3 separate regions of the Mus musculus genome follow, and regions 1 and 3 are each linked to region 2. The links are chromatin contacts, called in public HiChIP or PLAC-seq maps. All regions are on one chromosome and are shown on one strand. Each heading gives the region's core, a stretch centred on a gene start, on an enhancer-like site or on the middle of the called end of the contact. The rest is flanking DNA. Distances are from core to core; before and after follow the strand shown. Region 1 has its middle 36 kb from the start of Krr1. Region 2 has its middle 16 kb from the start of Gm40763. Region 3 has its middle 12 kb from the start of Krr1.

What was found. HiChIP or PLAC-seq counts read pairs in DNA pulled down with a chosen protein or histone mark.
Region 1: a contact with region 2 is called in an HNF4G HiChIP or PLAC-seq map of pancreatic cancer cells. The contact joins two enhancer-like sites. A contact is called at or near these places in 2 of 15 datasets of contacts at CTCF or cohesin (the NIH/3T3 cell line and large pre-B cells), 10 of 484 Hi-C or Micro-C datasets (the 3T3-L1 cell line, Th1 cells, bone marrow-derived macrophages and 5 more) and 7 of 115 datasets of contacts at active chromatin or transcription factors (the NIH/3T3 cell line, embryonic basal ganglia, embryonic fibroblasts and 4 more).
Region 3: a FOXA1 HiChIP or PLAC-seq map of pancreatic cancer cells shows a contact between it and region 2. The contact joins two enhancer-like sites. A contact is called at or near these places in 7 of 39 promoter capture datasets (3T3-L1-derived adipocytes, the SN4741 cell line, cranial neural crest and 1 more), 1 of 484 Hi-C or Micro-C datasets (nephron progenitors), 7 of 115 datasets of contacts at active chromatin or transcription factors (acute myeloid leukemia, embryonic stem cells, large pre-B cells and 2 more) and 1 of 9 other capture datasets (adipose tissue).

What each region holds. Positions count from the first base shown.
Region 1 is chr10:111,935,647-111,938,346 of GRCm38.p6, forward strand. No RefSeq gene overlaps it. Among named protein-coding and RNA genes, the nearest start is that of Krr1, 36 kb to the right of the region's middle. Within about 2 kb of position 1,370, at least 65 of the 459 cell types and tissues checked have an H3K27ac peak or open chromatin away from gene starts, as enhancers often do. A contact at or near this core is called in the NIH/3T3 cell line and pancreatic cancer cells, where this site is marked.
Region 2 is chr10:111,618,732-111,621,431 of GRCm38.p6, forward strand. No RefSeq gene overlaps it. Among named protein-coding and RNA genes, the nearest start is that of Gm40763, 16 kb to the right of the region's middle. Within about 2 kb of position 1,315, at least 68 of the 459 cell types and tissues checked have an H3K27ac peak or open chromatin away from gene starts, as enhancers often do. A contact at or near this core is called in the NIH/3T3 cell line and pancreatic cancer cells, where this site is marked.
Region 3 is chr10:111,959,368-111,962,067 of GRCm38.p6, forward strand. No RefSeq gene overlaps it. Among named protein-coding and RNA genes, the nearest start is that of Krr1, 12 kb to the right of the region's middle. Within about 2 kb of position 1,359, at least 20 of the 459 cell types and tissues checked have an H3K27ac peak or open chromatin away from gene starts, as enhancers often do. A contact at or near this core is called in pancreatic cancer cells, where this site is marked.

The DNA of each region.
Region 1 (2,700 bases), core at 120-2,619, 320 kb after region 2:
GCACACACACACACACACACACACACACACACACACACAAATATACACACACAAATATACACATACATAGACACACATATAGATATACACATACTAAGACACTCACATGCACATAGACACACAGAGAGAGACACACAGAGACACACACATGCAGACACACACATGCACCATACACACAAAATTGTGATACCAACACTAGAGTCCCCTGACCTATGGTGCTTTATGTTTGTATTTTATGACTTTTCAGAAGTCCCAGTGATGAAGATCAGTGTGACAGTCCACTCGCATCCAGGAGTTGATTGCAAAGGGACACAATAATTCCCATGGGTTAACCACAGCACTTAGCTTAGACCGTCTCAGTTGAGGCGTATTTTAATCTAGTTCTCAATTTACAGATGGGATTATGTGTAGAATGATCCTGGGACCCATGTTAACCTCCCCAAGCCTTAAATTAGCCACAAGACCGTGTCACAGCCCCACAGATGTTGAATTGGAAGTCCTCCCATGTGCACACACATATTTAGAACACTAGGCATCTCCGCTTGACTGATGAATCGGCAAAAGCCATGCCAAGCTTGTCTGGATGTCTGGAACTCTCTAAACAGCAACTATTCCTCTGCTCCTGAGTTTGCCAGGTTCTGGGTTCAGGACACATCTAAACTTCTTTCTCTGGACCAGTGTCTTGGGTCGTGGCTCTCTCCTATCCTAAGGATTCACTTGGTAGCCATGTGATATGTTGAGCAATGGCTGTAAATGTGGGGGAAGCTCTGGCACAACTAGAAACAGTTTGACAAACCCATTCCTGACTGACCTTTTCTTTCCCTCCAGTTTTGCTATCACTGGCCTGGAAATGAGGTATCTGCTAATCCTGACATCACGGGCTAACTAGCCAGTGAGATCCCGTTCCTAATGGATGTGGAGCCTCTGCTGCAATACCTCTGTCTCTGCCCTGCTAGCCCCACCCAGAAAGCCTCCTGTCTTCCTTTCCACTCTTGCTCTCTTCCTCTTTTGTCACATACTCTTCAGAGTGTCCGCAGATGTCAAGTGGAGAGAAAGACATGTGGCATGAATGCTCTTGTGCTGGCACAGGGATACTTCCTGAAGAAGATAGGGCCCCTCGCCGGGTCGCTGAGCAGGCTGCCCATCTGGATTTGTCACAGCTCGGGGCCTATTCTTGATTTAGATAGCTTGACAACTCTCATACTGGCACGATGCCACCCAGGGTGCCAGTCAACGGGCCATCTAGCCATATCAAGTGCGGCTGTTCAGGGCAGGAATCCTAGCCAGGAATTTCTAAACTGCCATTCGTGAGAGGTTCAGTGCATTTTGGCTGGGGAAAAGCTTCCAAAAATAAACACTAGATACTGTGGCCATTTGTTTGGACTTTTGTAGAAGTGTTATTAGTCATTGGGGGTAAGAAAAGGACGGTGGACACGTCAGCAGGAAATGAAGTCTAATTAATCATTCTGACAGGCAGCAGGGGACTTGAGCCCACTCTTCCCAGAACAACTGTGGGGAATTTAGGAAATGGCTAGAACAGCATTTGGTCTTACCAAAGTCTATTTATTTCTTCAGAAATTGAAAAATCACGGATGAAAGTGAGATAAGTCCATGGGAAATAAACAACATAGGGACCCGAGAAGTGAGGACATGCCTTCTTAGAATTTAGTTCTAAGACGGTCAAGCCGAAGGCCCTTATTTCAATGTTTGGAATGTACTTCCTTTGGATGATATTTACACGTGTGTGTATCAGTGTGTGTGTATCAGTGTGTGTGTGTGTGTGTGTGTGTGTGTGTGTGTGTGTGTGTGTGTGTGTTTGGAATGTGAATTGAGACAGAGACACACAGAGAGAAATAGAAAGACAGACACAGAGACAGAGACAGAGACAGAGGGACAGAGATTGGAAGCTAGACGCTAGGCAAATGCTACATTCTTGCATACTAGGCAAATGCTCTAAGCTGAGCTGTCTACTGCTCTCTCTTTCCACTTTTTATTTTGAGATGAGGTGTCACTAAATTGCCCAGGCTGATCTTAAATTTGTGATTCTCCTGCCTCAGCCCACTGAGAGTAGCTGGGGATGTATAGGCTGATGCTACCAAACCCAGCATGTTCCTAGCCTCTAATTGAGAATTCAGTTCATTGCACTTTCAAGCCTAAGGTTTAAGCAGCTTTGTGAGTTGCTAAAGCCTCATGCTGAGGGCTGCTAGCATGTACCTTTTGCTGAAAAACATCAGTTATTATCCAAACAAATTAGAGGTAACCCCTGCCTTCCCACTGAAAACATCGTTTTTCCTCTCTTCCTGTTTGTGTATATATTATAGAAGGGCAATAACCGTATGATTTTACAAGAATACTATGCAGAATAAGTAAGAAAGTTGTCCAAGAGGCCAAGCCTAATGTCCCAGGGCTATAATTCCAGCTATTGTGGAGGCAGAGGTAGGAGGAATCACAGGGGCAGGGCCTGCCAGAACTACAAAGTACGTTCAAGGCAAAACTGTACAAAATGCAGCAGGCAACTAGTAAGACATCATCTCAAAAAAAAAAAAAAAAAAAAACAAACCTCTTTTTTTTTTTAAAGGACTGAGAGGATAGTTCAGTGGTTGGTGCTTGCTTTCTAAGTGTCACAGGCCTGACTTTCTTCCAGGCTGGGAGGCAGTCAGGAGGGAAGGGAAGAGAAGAGGAGGGGAAAAAAGAAATGGA
Region 2 (2,700 bases), core at 65-2,564:
TCCTAAGTTGTCTTTTCTTTTTCTGCTCCAGACACACCCAGAAACGGTGCAGAAGCATCAGAAGCGATCCAGAGATCCGCCAGAGGCAGCAACTTAAGCCCCCCTCCCCCCCAAGAGGGCCCTGGAACATCTAAGAGTTCAGAACGATGGGTCTGAAAATGAGAATTCCTGTAATGAAGCTGTATCTGTAGAGACTAGTCAATTGTTTAGAATGACAGTACCTTGGAGAGGTTGGAGTGTTGCAGGTCCAGAGGCTAATTACCTTATTTGGAGCTGGTTCCAGGCTTCCTAAATGGCCATTTCTTGCTCACCCCTGTGTCAGAACTAATGTCGTGTGACTAATGGACAAAACCCTTTTGGAATCTCTTAACATAGCAAGCCGATAGTTTCTACCAACCCAACAGCTAAGGATGTTATCAGATAGCGTCTTGGACCCATAGACATGCTTGCTTCCCCTTGCTTGTTGCATCTCTCTCTGATGTACCCACCGGTGTGTTTTAAACTTGCCTTGATTTATGACGTTCTTTGTTCTGTAAAACTCTAAAACTTCATGATGGAACCTGGGATTTGGGGTAACCTAAATCTTTGTTCTTGGGCCATGGTCACTCAAAATGGCTCCAGAATGAACTATCTTACTCCCTTTAAGGTGAGAGAGATCGTCGTTCGCATCAACGGTTCTAACACCTGAAATTTGCAAGCTGCAGTCCTATTTGTCATAAGCCTCTCATCTGAACAGGGGGAACTAGGTCTCTGGGTTTTAAAACACGAAGCAATAAGTCTCTGATTCTCAGGGCCCAGAGTCATAAGCCTCTGCCTTTGAAACCCAAAGCATGCTTTGGTCAGAGCACCTAGAGAGCTACAGGTCTTTGGTTTTTAAACCGTGTAGCCATCGGCCTCAATTCTCAGGGCTGAGAGCGATTAGTCACTGGGTTTAAAAGTCAAGTCCATAGCTTCTGGTATTCAAGAACTGCCAACCCTGGAAAAGCAATCCCTTGCCTATTCGTGATTTCCATACAAATAGAGCAAGAGGGCCCTTAGCCAGCTCTTGGGAAGAGATGGCCTGGAAGAGGTCTATGAGCTACAAGGATACCTAGGAGAGGACCCCGGTGAGTGAGAACAGGCGTGTGCTTGCCACGCCTGGGGTAAGAAGGAAGCTCGTTGCACTGAGTCATCACGACTGGTGTGTGTGTGTGGGGGGGGGGGCGGGGGAGGGGGTGTGCAGAAGAGAAAAGAATGACGAAGTTGTGGGGTGGATCAGGAAGGCTCTTGTAGATTCTTGTAAGGAATTCTACTTCAGCTCTGAGTAAGAAAGCAAGCCATTTGTGGCTTTTGATCAGGAGAGTGACATAATCTGGCTTTTGAAAGGACCAGTCTGATGACTAAGTTGGAGAATAGCTTTGGTGACGCATGCGTGGAAGAAGGGTATCCACTTGGGAGTCAAGTGCAAGAAGAAGGCCAGGGGTGACAAAGTCTTGTACCAGGGTGGTGATGGTTACCAGGGTAGCCATGGTTACCAGGGTGATCCTGGTAGGAAAGGGGGAAACCTGGAAGTCTGCTTCCAGACTAAGGTTTCTGGTGTGAGAGAGAGGAGGAAGAGATGACAGTCACCATGAGGTCTGAGACAGCCTCTCACTGAGATGGAGAAGTTCTCTGAGGGACAGACTTGTGTTGATGTTAGAGAGTCTGACATGATGACGGGGACCCTAAGAGGGGATTGTTTGATCTCAAGGAAACCAGGGACAAATGGCTACTGAGGTGTCTATTGAACACATCAAAGCAGACTCTGGCTGACAGTCTTTCCCTGCTCACAAGTACCTGTTACAAAATCATCCTGGCTGGCATACCCTGTCATCTTCCCTTCCCTCCCCTTCCCTTCCCTTCCCTCCCCTTCCCTTCCCTTCCCTCCCCTTCCCTTCCCTCCCCTCCCCTTCCCTCCCCTCCCCTTCCCTTCCCTCCCCTTCCCTTCCCTCCCCTTCCCTTCCCTTCCCTCCCCTTCCCTTCCCTTCCCTTCCCTTCCCTCCCCTCCCCTCCCCTCACCCCTCCCCTCTCCCTCCCCTCTCCCTCCCCTCCCCTCCCTGTTTTAGTTTGGACTTATATGTGCTCTCCCTCATATGTACAATAAAACCTTTCCCCTCAATCACACCCAGGAGCAGCCATGTCCTCCTTTTTCATTCATTGCTGACAAAGCAGTTAGATACAGTAGTGAGGACTTCAGGGCAGATGCTGGGGCTGACAAGCTTGATTCTAGAGCTTTAAGGACAAGAGGCAGAGAGCAGCGGAACAGAGCACTTTGCAATAGCGAGGTATTGTAGAATAAAGTCCTCAGGCAAAGCAGCCACCATCTTGATTGTATCACTCGAACTGACTGATAAGAAAGAGAGTCTAGAGAAGTGGTTCCCAACCTGTGGCTCGAGACCCACTTGAGTCAGCATATCAGATATTTACAGTATGAGTCACAACATTTGCAAAATTACTGTTATAAAGTAGAAACGAAAATAGTGTGTGTGTGTGTGTGTGCGTGCTTGTGTGTGTGTCTCCACAACACAAGGAACTGAATTAAAGGGTCGAAGCATTAGGAAGGTTGAAGACCACTGATGGTGAGCTAGCCTGCTGACTGTGGATGCTCCTCCAGAGAAGGTGGTGGAGAGGATCTGTCTCCCACCTGAGATTCTATCCGTTTCCACTTGCCACTCCAAGTCA
Region 3 (2,700 bases), core at 109-2,608, 340 kb after region 2:
AATCCTAGCTTGTGTGCATACCTTTATTTGGGGCGGGCTTATACATATACACTTCATTGGGGTGAACAAGGGCTATATATAGGAACATGGAGAATGTGAAGGGATTCTTGAGGTGAAGTTCCATTGGCTGAAGTTTAAAGTACTGGAAAGTCCTCATTGTGTGGAGAGGCATTCCAGGAGTCCCAAGTACTTGCTAGGCGGGTTCTTATGGAGAAGGAGGAAGTTGAACTTGTAGGTCTGCCAAGGACTACTTGACCTTCCACAGGCACAGGGTATGGTGGGACTGGCTCCCCAGACAAGGGGAGGCCTTGCTGGTAAAGGGAGTCCTCCAGTTTGCATCTAGCTCAGAGGAGCTATCCAGCCATGGTAGACCTTAATGAACCATGTTTCCCCACAAGTTGTAATAGATGTTCTGTTATCACCAGTGAATGCTGACCAAACAAGAAATTTATCTTAAGGAAAGAAGAAGAAGAGGAAGAAGAAGAAGAAGAAGAAGTCACCATTGAAAGGAAAACACATTCAAATTGCCTTCTAGCCACTGTGACCTTTCATGTCCCCTGATTTACCTGAAATCAAGTAGCTTTTGTGATGAGAGACTACATTGTGGTGAGGCCTGGTGAGTTGTTGTGGTATACATGTTGGGATCCAGCTGTGGTTCCACATCTTCCCCTTCCTCCCTCTCAGGGTGTCCCAGTTACATCCAGGCACTGTTACCTAGATACTCATGTCTGTACACCATACACATGACAGAGAGAGAAAGAGCAGTGGGGAGGGTGAGGGGGGCAGGAAGACTGACAGACAGACCCTCAGAGAGAGAGAGAGATGGAGACAGACACAAAGAGTGAGAGACAGGCAGGCAGGCAGGCACGTACGCGCGCACACACACACACACACACACACACAGGGTGGGGGGGGGGGAGAGGATATCTTATATAGTTGTTTACTTCCCCAGGGATCATGCATTAGAAACTTGGTCTCAGTTGAAGAAGCTGAAAGGTTCTACCGACTCTTAAGGGGTGGGGCTTCGTGGAAGGTGGATTAGATCATTGGAGGCATCGCCCTCAGAAGAGATTGGTGTAGTAATTTTTATTGTATCATTGACGTTTAATTTTTTTTATAATCAAGCAGGTAAAATACCATTGTTCTTTCCTTTTCAAATTGAGAACATAGGAAATTAGAAAAGTTAAGTAACTTGACCAAGGTCACACTGCTCCTAAGTTGCATAGCTGGAATTCAATTGCATACATTTGTCTATTTGCCCAATATTTGCTCATGCAGCAAATATTTACTGAGCACGTACCAAGGACGTGACACTGCCGGAGACTATGAGGAAATGGGGAAAGGGAAATAGACTTTTATTCTTTCAAAGTCACTGATGACTTTAAAAGAACGGGGAAGGAACTTAGTACCACGCTACATACCTATAATCTCTGCACTGGGAGGCTGAGACAGAAATATCCAGAGGTCAAGGCCACTCTGAGCTAAGTAGCAAGACCCTGCCAAAACAAAACAAACAAACAAACAAACCTACCAACCAACAACAGCAAAAGGAACCCAAACAATAGGACAACCTCCCATCATTATGGAAGGACCACCACAGAACAGTCTTTGGGTGAGAACCACTCTCCTTATAAAAGAACAATGAGTTTGGAGGAGGGAGTCCTTTGACTTTTTAAGAGATAAGTCTTGCTAAGTTGCTCACATCAGTTTCATACTCCAGGTTCAAACCCCTGGATCCAAGCTGTTCTTTTGCCTCGACCTCCCAAGTAGCTGATATCACAAGCACTTAGAATCCCATCATGCCCTTGGTTCATAGGAAATGAGCACCTGCAGCCTTCTCGGGCTTCACTGAGACTGTAGAGCATCAGGCTCTTCATCATCTTTCCTAGATCGGGCTTACTTTCATTGAGCTCAGTGGTAGCCATGCCTCTTAGAAACTCTATCATTAGATGGCATAGACTAATATTTTACCCACTCTTTCAATACTGTCACATACCATCTTTCCTTCCCAAAGCTGATAAGGTAGAAAAAGTAATAATCATCTTGTCAGATCAATTTCATCATTAGTTAAGCTACTAAGCACATAATGGAGGGACATCGCTCACATCGTGACTTACGAGTGTTTAATTAAAGTCTGTTGCACCCCAGAGTTTTGCATTACTGTTGATGAGTCCTGGAGGGCTCTACAATCATGTGTGCTGTTCTCTTCTCAAATGCTCTGTGACTGGCTGAATCCCCACCTCCAATCCTATGTGTGTGTGTGTGTGTGTGTGTGTGTGTGTGTGTGTGTGTGTGTGTGTGTATGTGTGTGTGTGTGTGTGTTAGAATTGTTATTTGTCTTATGTTCTAGGAGGCACACACTATGAGATCAGAAGCCTGACTATGCTGTATCTTTGGTACAGTAGATGTGTGCCTAAAACTGCCTGATGCTCAGTAGGCAATGCATTTATTCAACAAATCCTTTCTAGATATAAATGAGTTAGAGAAGAAAGATAATGTAAATGTTCTTTTTTTCTTCAGAGATCTTAAGAAGTTAACACGTCTATATTCTGAAATGTAATCATGACTCCAATTTACCAAAGAGTTAACTTTTTTCCTCATTTCATTTTTCTAAAAGAGAAATTTGGTAATGAGAAGAGGCCAGGAGAAGAGTGGCCCTATTATAAACAGTGGTGTTTCAAATAGCTATCTCTAGGTAAC